3 separate regions of the Pan troglodytes genome follow, and regions 1 and 2 are each linked to region 3. Evidence: chromatin contacts called from public Hi-C data. All regions are on one chromosome and are shown on one strand. Each heading gives the region's core, a stretch centred on a gene start, on an enhancer-like site or on the middle of the called end of the contact. The rest is flanking DNA. Distances are from core to core; before and after follow the strand shown. Region 1 overlaps SBF2 (SET binding factor 2). Region 2 holds the start of LOC107967315 (large ribosomal subunit protein uL23-like). Region 3 overlaps SWAP70 (switching B cell complex subunit SWAP70).

Region 1 (2,700 bases), core at 190-2,689, 230 kb before region 3:
ACAATGTGCCTAGGCGAAGATCTTTTTGCAATGAATTTCCAGGTGTTCTTTGTGCTGCTTGTATTTGGATGTCTAGGTCTCTTGCAAGGCCGGGGAAGTTTTCCTCAATTATTCCCCCAAATATGTTTTCCAGGCTTTTAGAATTATCTTCTTCCTCAGATACAGCGATTATTCTTAGGTTTGTTCATTTAACATAATCCCAGACTTCTTGGAGGCTTTGTTCATATTTTCTTACCCTTTTTTCTTTGTCTTTGTCGGATTAGGTTAATTCAAAGACCTTGTCTTCCAGCTCTGAATTTCTTTCTTCTACTTGTTCAGTTCTATTGCTGAGACTTTCCAGAGCATTTCCCATTTCTAAAAGTGTGTCCAAAGTTTCTTGAATTTTTTATTGTTTTCTCTTTAAGCTATCTATTTCTATGAATATTTCTCCATTCACTTCTTGTATCATTTTTTGGATTTCCTTGCATTGGGCTTCACCTTTCTCTGCTCCCTCCCTCATTAGCTTAGTAACTAACCTCCTGAGTTCTTTTTCAGGTAATCAGAGATTTCTTCTTGGTTTGGATCCATTACTAGTGAACTAGTGTGATTTTTGGGGGGATGTTGAAGAGCCTTGTTTTGTCATATTACCAGGGTTGGTTTTCTGGTTCCTTCTTATTTGGGTAAGCTCTGTCAGAGGGAAGGTCTAGGACTGAAGGCTGTTGTTCAGATTATTTTGTCCCACAGAGTGTTCTCTTGGTGTAGTACTCTCCCTCTTTTCCTATGGATGTGACTCCCTGTGAGCCGAACTGCAGTGATTGTTGTCTCTCCTGGATCTAGCCACCCAGCGAGTCTACCTGGCTCCAGGCTGGTACCGAGGATTGTCTGCACAGAGTCCTGTGATGTGAACCGTCTATGGGTCTCTCAGCTGTGGATACCAGTGCCTGTTCCGGTGGAGGTGGCGGAGGGTGCAGTGAGCTCCATGAGGGCCCTTAGCTTTGGTGGTTTAATGCTCTGTTTTTGCGCTGGTTGGCCTCCTGTCAGGAGGTGGTGCCTTCCAGAAAGCATCAGGTGTAGTAGTGTGGAGAGGGACCAGTGGTGGGCAGGGCCCTTGAACTCCCAAGATTATATGCCCTTTGTCTTCTGCTACCAGGGTGGATAGGGAAGGACCATCAGGTTGGGAAGGAGCTAGGCCTGTCTGAGCTCAGATTCTCTTTGGGCGGGTCTTGATGTGGCTGCTGTGGGGGATGGGGGTGAGATTCCCAGCTCACTGGAGTTGTGTACCTAGGGAGATTATGGCTTCCTCTGCTGAGTCATGCAAGTTGTCAGGAAAGTGGGGGAAAGCCGGCAGTCACAGGCCTCACCCAGCTCCCACGCAAACAGAAGGGCCAGTTTCTCTCCCGCTGTGCCCCCTAGTAGCCCTGAGTCTGTTTCCAGGCAGAGGGCAAGACGGGCTGCCAGACGGGCTTGAAAACTTGCCCGAGGCTATCCGCCTCCCAGCTGTGAAAGAAAAGTGCTTTAGTTCTTCCCCTGCCTGTGAAGTCTGCAACCCGGATTTGCAGCCCCCACCACCCCCGGGGCTTCTCACCCCATTCAAATAGTTAAAAAGTTCAGCTAGAGAATTCCTTCTCCCTGTGGAGTTTTACCTGCTGCTCCGCTGGCCACCCTCCCGAGGGATCCCTGTGGTGCCAGGCAGGAATGGGCTGCTTTGGGACCCAGCAAGCTCCCAGGGCCTTTCTGCTGCTTTCTCTACCCCTGTATTTCGCTTGGCTCTCTAACTTGACTCAGCTTTAGGTAAAGTCGGAAACTTCTCCCACATTTAGACCTTCAGCTTCTCCGGTGTGTGTTCGGGAGAGGAGGGTCTCCCTTTCCCACTTAGACAGTTGGGGCACTCACAGTATTTGGGGTGTCTCCCAAATCCCGCAGGAGCAGTTCACTTCCTTCCGAGGGTCTGTGATTCCTCTCCAGATTGCTGGTTTGTTCTTGCAGTTGATCTAGAGCTGAAACTCACAATGCAAGCCTCCACATGCTTCTCTGTCTGGAGCTGCAATCTAGTCCTGCCTCCCATCTGCCATGATCCACTCTATTTAGACAGTCATTAATTTTAAAAATATACTGTTAAATAAAGTATTTTGTTCACAGAACTAGAAAGCTTCCTGTGATAGTTTTTTTGCTCTGGATTGTAAATTATGAGATATTACAGTTGGTACCGTATATCAAAATAGACCACATTTTTCAAAGTAATTTTCCTGTCAGTCAGTGTGTTATGAAAACATGTTAGTCACAATTTTTTCAGTTAGTCATTTGCCCTCATTATGGTTTTCATTTGGGTCTCTTGTAAGACATAAAGATTAGACTCACTGGAGACCAGAACCACCTCAGACAGAACCGACCAGTGTCCTCTGCTTTGGCTTGGCACCGCGGTTGGCAGCTGGTCAGGAGTTGCATTGTTTTGAACAGAGGGAGCGAAAAGCTGAAAGAAAAAAAGCAAATTGACAAGTGACCACAGAAACACAAGGATGAAAATATTCCATGGATAGAGGAAATGCAATAAGTTAAAAGGACTCGGATGTGGTAAAGTGTGAAATAACTATTTGAACACCAGGAAAGAAAAGAGCATAAAATGACAGAGATTATATTCATATGGAAAAATGGATTTGGGCTAATGAGTGTTCCTTATTTCTCCTGCTGTGAAGTTTTGAGTCCTAAGAAAAGTAAAGTAAG
Region 2 (2,700 bases), core at 42-2,541, 150 kb after region 3:
TAGGCATAGCCTAGGGCCTTGGTCTGCACAGCGTGGAAGCCAAGTCAATCCTGGTCTCTTTTAGTGCCTCTTCAATCAGCCCCATGATGCCCCCAACTCTTCCTGTCATCCTAGGCTGACTCCCAAAATGCAAATGAATCCAGACAGTGGGCCTCTCCTATACTCTTGGGATGATGCTGCCCTCTGTGTTTCCGGCTATTACTACGGCATCCTGAGCCTGTATCACCTGGAACCTTGGTTCATTTACAGATGGGAGCTCCCTCCACTTTCTGCTTTAACTGAAACCTGGCTGAGGACATGGCATGAGGCCTTGCTAACTTCATCAAGATAGCCTCCCTACCATGTGACAAGGAGGAAGGTGGTCCGCATGCCCCGTCCTCACTGCCTCTTTCACATCACCACTGTTTTTGGGCTCCTTTCCTCGGCACTTCCCCTACATTCACTGAGGACTTTGGCCCCTGACTCACAGACTTCCCAAGAGAAATACTGCCATCATCCTGGGTGATTTAGTGTCCCTGTGGATAACACCTTCTATATCTTAATCTTAAAGTCTCTAACCCCCTTGTCTCCAATGACCTTAGCCCTTCTTACTGCTCAGGCCACGCATCCCCTTGGTCACACTCTGAGCCTTGTCATCACCTAAAAGTAATACTCTGACAAAATCCGATTATCCAAACATAGGCACCTGTTCTTACAGCTCCCCCTTCCTTATCTCATTACATCTGTGTCCCCTTAAACTTCCATCTTCTTTTTTTTTTATGGTGAAAAGATATATAAATATATTTAGAATTAGACATCTGGACTCAGTTTAGATGATCCCAATTTTGTTGGCAACATCCAAAGCATCGTAATCAGGAGCCAGTCGAACATATGCCTTCTTCTCTCCATCAGGCCGAATCAGGGTGTTGACCCTGGCCACATCAATGTCATAGAGCTTCTTCACAGCCTGTTTAATCTGGTGCTTGTTGGCTTTAACAACCACAATGAACCCAAGTGTGTTGTTGTCTTCTATCTTCTTCATGGCAGACTCAGTGGTCAGCGGAAACTTGATGATAGCATAGTGGTCAAGCTTGTTTTTCCTGGGAGCGCTCTTCCGAGGATATTCGGGCTGTCTCCGGAGTCGCAGTGTCTTGGGCCGCCGGAAGGTGGGTGACGTGTGGATCTTTTTTTTGTGGCTGTGGACACCTTTCAATACTGCCTTCTTGGCCTTTAAAGCCTTCGCTTTGGCTTCGGCTTTAGGAGGGGCAGGAGCTTCCTTCTTCGCTTTCGGTGCCATCTTGTGAAAAGGCCTTCCATCTTCTTGACATCCCGTAGTGCTGAGCAGTGTAGGGAAAGCTCCATTCCCCTGTAGACTGGCGCCAGGGTCTTCAACCCCTTGACATCTGGATTCTCTCTCTATTACACCACTGACGCCACTAATGTTGCCAGGGACTTCCTTGTTGCTAAACTCCAGGGACCTCTTATCTTCCTAGTCCTCTAAGTCCTTATCTTTTTAGTCCTCTTCTCTACGTTGACCGCTTCTTCATTCTTGAAATCCTCTTCTCCCGCGGCCATTAAATTGCTGGTCACCCATCATTTTCTTCTAACTCCTCAAATGCGCTTTCTCCTTTTTCTTCACTAATTCCTTTTCTTCCCATTAGCCCCATAAATGTTGCTTTTCCCAGAGCTCTGTCTTGGCTTACTTCTCCTTTCATTTTACAAATTCTTGGATTATCTCACTCATACCCAGGGTTTCAACAACCGCGCAAATGCCAATGATGTCCAAACCTAAATTTGGGGCCTTGATTGCTCATTGGGTATTGCCACTAGCATGCCCTGCAGGGGCCTTAATTTCAGCATGTCCCAAATTGAACTTTCTATTCTCTACCCTAAACTCTGTGGGACATGACAGAATGTATGGCCGGGCACAGTGGCTCATGCCTATAACGCCAGCACTTTGGGAGGCTGAGGCGGGTGGATCACTTGAGGTCAGGAGTTCAAGACCAGCCTAGCCAACAAGGTTGAAACCCCGTCTCTACTAAAAATACAAAAATTAGCTGGGCGACATGCACCCATAATCCCAGCTACTCAGGAGGCTGAGGCAGGAGAATCGCTTGAACCCGGGAGGTGGAGGTTGCAGTGAGCTGAGATGGTGCCACTGCACTCCAGCCTGGGTGAGAGCAAGACTCAATCTAAAACAAACAAACAAACAAACAAACAAAAAAGACTAACAGATGTCACCTCCCTCCGGACAGAAAAGGAAATTTGAATAGTACTCATCATTACTAATTTAAGATGTATTAAAATGTCCCAAATATCTCTTTTATTCAGCAAGTTGATGAATATAAAAATATTTATAATCTTATTTTCTCCTTCAAGTCCTGAGTGGCTCAACTGTGAATTCTCCTCCCACAGATGATTTCAGGAGGACATGCTGTGCCTTGGCCATTAGCCCACCTTGTATTGGCCATAGACACGAATCATGGAGTAGACAGCAATTGTCTTGTAAGTGGGTGCAGTGTATTTGTTTGCATGTTTAGAAATGTATTTTGCTTTGATGCAGATATTAAGCTTACTATAAGAAGAGGCTGGCCAGGTGCAGTGGCTCACACCTGTAATCCCAGCACTTTGGGAGGCCAAGGCAGGTAAATCACATGAGGTCAGGAGTTCCAGACCAGCCTGGACAACATGGTGAAACCCCGTCTCTACTAAAAATACAAA
Region 3 (2,700 bases), core at 56-2,555:
CAGTGTGGTTGTCACTCACGTTTTCACTTGTTAGTTCATTCATTTGTTTACTCATTCATTCATTCCACAAACATTTATTGATCTGCTGGTATGATGCAGCAGGTACAACAGGATGTGTGGTGGGCACATATCTGTATATGTGTGTATATGGGTATCTCTAAGCAAGGATGGCAGAACACACTCTGGGTGCCCTCCCTCAGGGTTCAGTGGTGATGATGACTCACACTCAGGTGTATATGGCATCTGTGGGGACCTGTGTGCAAGTGCATGCAGGCACGTGCTCTCTGAGGAGGTAGCTATGACTCAGTGGCACGCGGCATCTGTGGGTACCTGTGTGGATATGTGTCTGAGTGCAGGCATGAGCATAGGCGCTTGCTCCCCAGGGGGTGGGGGAAGTGGTTGTGACTCAGCTGCACATGGTGACTGGGAGCCTACAGGCCAGCTGTGACTTTATGGCTTTGCTTATTTGCCAAGCCAAACAGTTAGTGTTGGGCGTAAATATTCTATCAGAGTGTGCATGGAATAAGTCCTGAGCCAGGGACCTCCAGCAGGCAGGAGAGACTCAGTAGTCTTGGCCCAGCAGCATCTGTCCCCCGCCTGCCCCCTCCACCGTAGGTATACAGGTCCTACCCTCCCTCCCTCGCCCTCTCCACTCCTGCCTCCTAGAGACTCAGTGAGCTCGTCCCTCATTGACTCTACATCACCCCTCACCCACCGGTCCCAGGTGCACACACGAGACCAGGCCCAGAGGTACAGGGCTGTGGCCTTCAAGCTGCCAGCCCAATCCATTTTTCTACCATACCAAAAACCCCTTCTTTTTCAGCCCTCATGACCGCGTCTTCCTCCAACATCCCAGCCCCGGTCGTAGGCTCGGCAAGCCCGCTCCAGGGCCCACTTCCCATCTCGGCGGCCGCAGACCCGCTGCCTCCCCATCGGCGCGGCCCCATCTTCACCTCTGAGCTCCTTGCCCCTCTCTCCCTGGCTGTCTCTGTCCTTATCTGTCCCAAGTCTATCTTTGTCTCTTCTCGAGCCGGGCTGTCTGCAGCAGAGGCTTCACCAGAGTGGAGGTGCTGACAGAGTGCGGGGTGTGGGGAGGACACTCTGTGTCCCTTCTTGAGCCTTATCGGGAAAACTTAAGTCACTGCTCAGGGCTCAGACTGGAATTTCGCCCTAGATGACCTTGCTGGGTCTGCTGGGGCCTCCGCAGGGACAGCCAGGGTCAAACGAGTCAGGAAACAGGCCCCTGCTTGTGGGCCGCCTGCCCGCCCTCATCCCAACCAGGCCGCCTGCAGCGCCCTCGGCGGGAGACGCCGGGGAGGGGAGAGAAGGGAGGAGACGGGAGGGGCGGCCCCGTCTTGGGCACTCGCAGGGACCGGCGGGAGGCCGTGTGGGGCTGGAATCGTGACCACGGATGCCGCAAGGCCACAGGGCCCTCCTCGGGGTCCCGGCCGGAAATCCTCAGGGGCCCGAGGAGGAGCCGGGGCGGCCACCAGACCACCTCCCCGCGGGCCGCAGGCAGGCGGCGCGCCGTACCCGCCGAGAACGCGGGAAGAGGCCATCGCGTCTGGACACCTGGGCTTCGTCCCAGAGCCGTCACTGCTGTGTCCCCTTGGGCAACTGCCTAGCTCCCTGAGCCTCACTTTTCACACCTGGAACATAGGAAAATTGCGCCCACCTTCTGGGTCGTGGCAGATAAAATGAGTTCACGTCAGGGCTGGCTCTCAGGAGGCGCTCAGTGCTCGTGGCTTTCCTCCCCGGTGGACAGAACCCCGGGGCAGCTCCCCGCGCCCTGACGCCCAGAGCGGAGCGGCCCGGAGCGGAGCGACCACCGCACACCGGACCCGACCCTAGTCGGCCCCGCGCGCCCGGGTCGGGGCTGGAACCTGCGGGCGTGGCGCACGCCTGCCACCTGGCGGCGAAGCCCCCAGGCCGCCCGTCCCGCCCACGGCTGCGCGCGTGCGCAGGCCTGCACCACCCAGTCGCCCCCACCACGCCGCGCCCCGCCTCCCTCGCCCAGGGACTTCCTAGGCCACGCCACGCCGCTCCACCGGCTCAGGGAACCCCCTCGGCCGCGCAGACCTGCGCCACAAGGTCGTTTCCTCCCCTCCTTCCCTCGAAAGCGTATGCATTTCGTTGCCCCTGGAACTGGGGTCATTTCAGGACCTCCCAAGGAGGGTCAGGATGGTGGTATTGGCCTTAGGGGACGCGGGCTCAGGTTGGCGGTTGAACCGCATGTTCCTGTTTCAAACAAACCTAAATGTAGGCCTGGAAGGCTGTGCACTGAAATCCTAGTATTAGGTTGGTGCAAAATTAATTGCGATTTTTGCCATTGTAGGTTGTCTGCAGAGCGAGATTATGGCGAAGCATTTTATTCTTTTTACAAACCTGCTTTTTCTCAGTTTTCCACATTGGGTATGTATTGGTGATAAGGAAAAAACTACAAAAGATATTTTTTGAAAAAAAAAATCACATGGAGAGAGAGAAAAGGGGACGAATTGGCCTATCAAGGGGGTTTCCGGAAGTTAACTTTCTAGTATCTCTGTTTGCATGTAGACTCCCAGGGTGCCCTGGGAGAAATGGAGAAATGAAGCCCAGGACTTGAGGCATTGGGATGGATGGTCCATCTTTCACATGTGCTGGGATTAACTTCCTTTAAGAAAAAAGGAAGGCAAAAGGGTTCCCAGCCTTAGGGTAGGGTGG

What was found. Hi-C and Micro-C count contacts between places; a contact is called where the count stands out from the background.
Region 1: a Hi-C map of induced pluripotent stem cells shows a contact between it and region 3, with 3 times the contacts expected there. The contact joins two enhancer-like sites. A contact is called at or near these places in 4 of 7 Hi-C or Micro-C datasets (blood, induced pluripotent stem cells and stem cell-derived neural progenitor cells) and 1 of 1 other capture datasets (stem cell-derived neural stem cells).
Region 2: a contact with region 3 is called in a Hi-C map of induced pluripotent stem cells, with 3 times the contacts expected there. The contact joins the promoter of LOC107967315 here to the enhancer-like site in region 3. A contact is called at or near these places in 4 of 7 Hi-C or Micro-C datasets (induced pluripotent stem cells, a lymphoblastoid cell line and stem cell-derived neural progenitor cells) and 1 of 1 other capture datasets (stem cell-derived neural stem cells).

Annotation. Positions count from the first base shown.
Region 1 is chr9:14,137,565-14,140,264 of NHGRI_mPanTro3-v2.0_pri, reverse strand. All of the region lies in intron 13 of SBF2 (SET binding factor 2), which reads left to right. Among named protein-coding and RNA genes, the nearest start is that of SBF2, 310 kb to the left of the region's middle. Within about 2 kb of position 1,439, at least 6 of the 24 cell types and tissues checked have an H3K27ac peak or open chromatin away from gene starts, as enhancers often do. A contact at or near this core is called in induced pluripotent stem cells, stem cell-derived neural progenitor cells and stem cell-derived neural stem cells, where this site is marked.
Region 2 is chr9:13,756,853-13,759,552 of NHGRI_mPanTro3-v2.0_pri, reverse strand. It overlaps LOC107967315 (large ribosomal subunit protein uL23-like), which reads right to left and starts at 1,291. Exons shown (of 1, transcript XM_063783557.1): 1 at 746-1,291. The coding sequence starts at 1,276. The coding sequence ends at 809.
Region 3 is chr9:13,908,291-13,910,990 of NHGRI_mPanTro3-v2.0_pri, reverse strand. All of the region lies in intron 11 of SWAP70 (switching B cell complex subunit SWAP70), which reads right to left. It overlaps LOC104008417 (a long non-coding RNA gene), which reads left to right. Exons shown (of 4, transcript XR_010147146.1): 2 at 2,336-2,412. Among named protein-coding and RNA genes, the nearest start is that of SWAP70, 93 kb to the right of the region's middle. Within about 2 kb of position 1,305, at least 16 of the 24 cell types and tissues checked have an H3K27ac peak or open chromatin away from gene starts, as enhancers often do. A contact at or near this core is called in induced pluripotent stem cells, a lymphoblastoid cell line, stem cell-derived neural progenitor cells and 1 more, where this site is marked.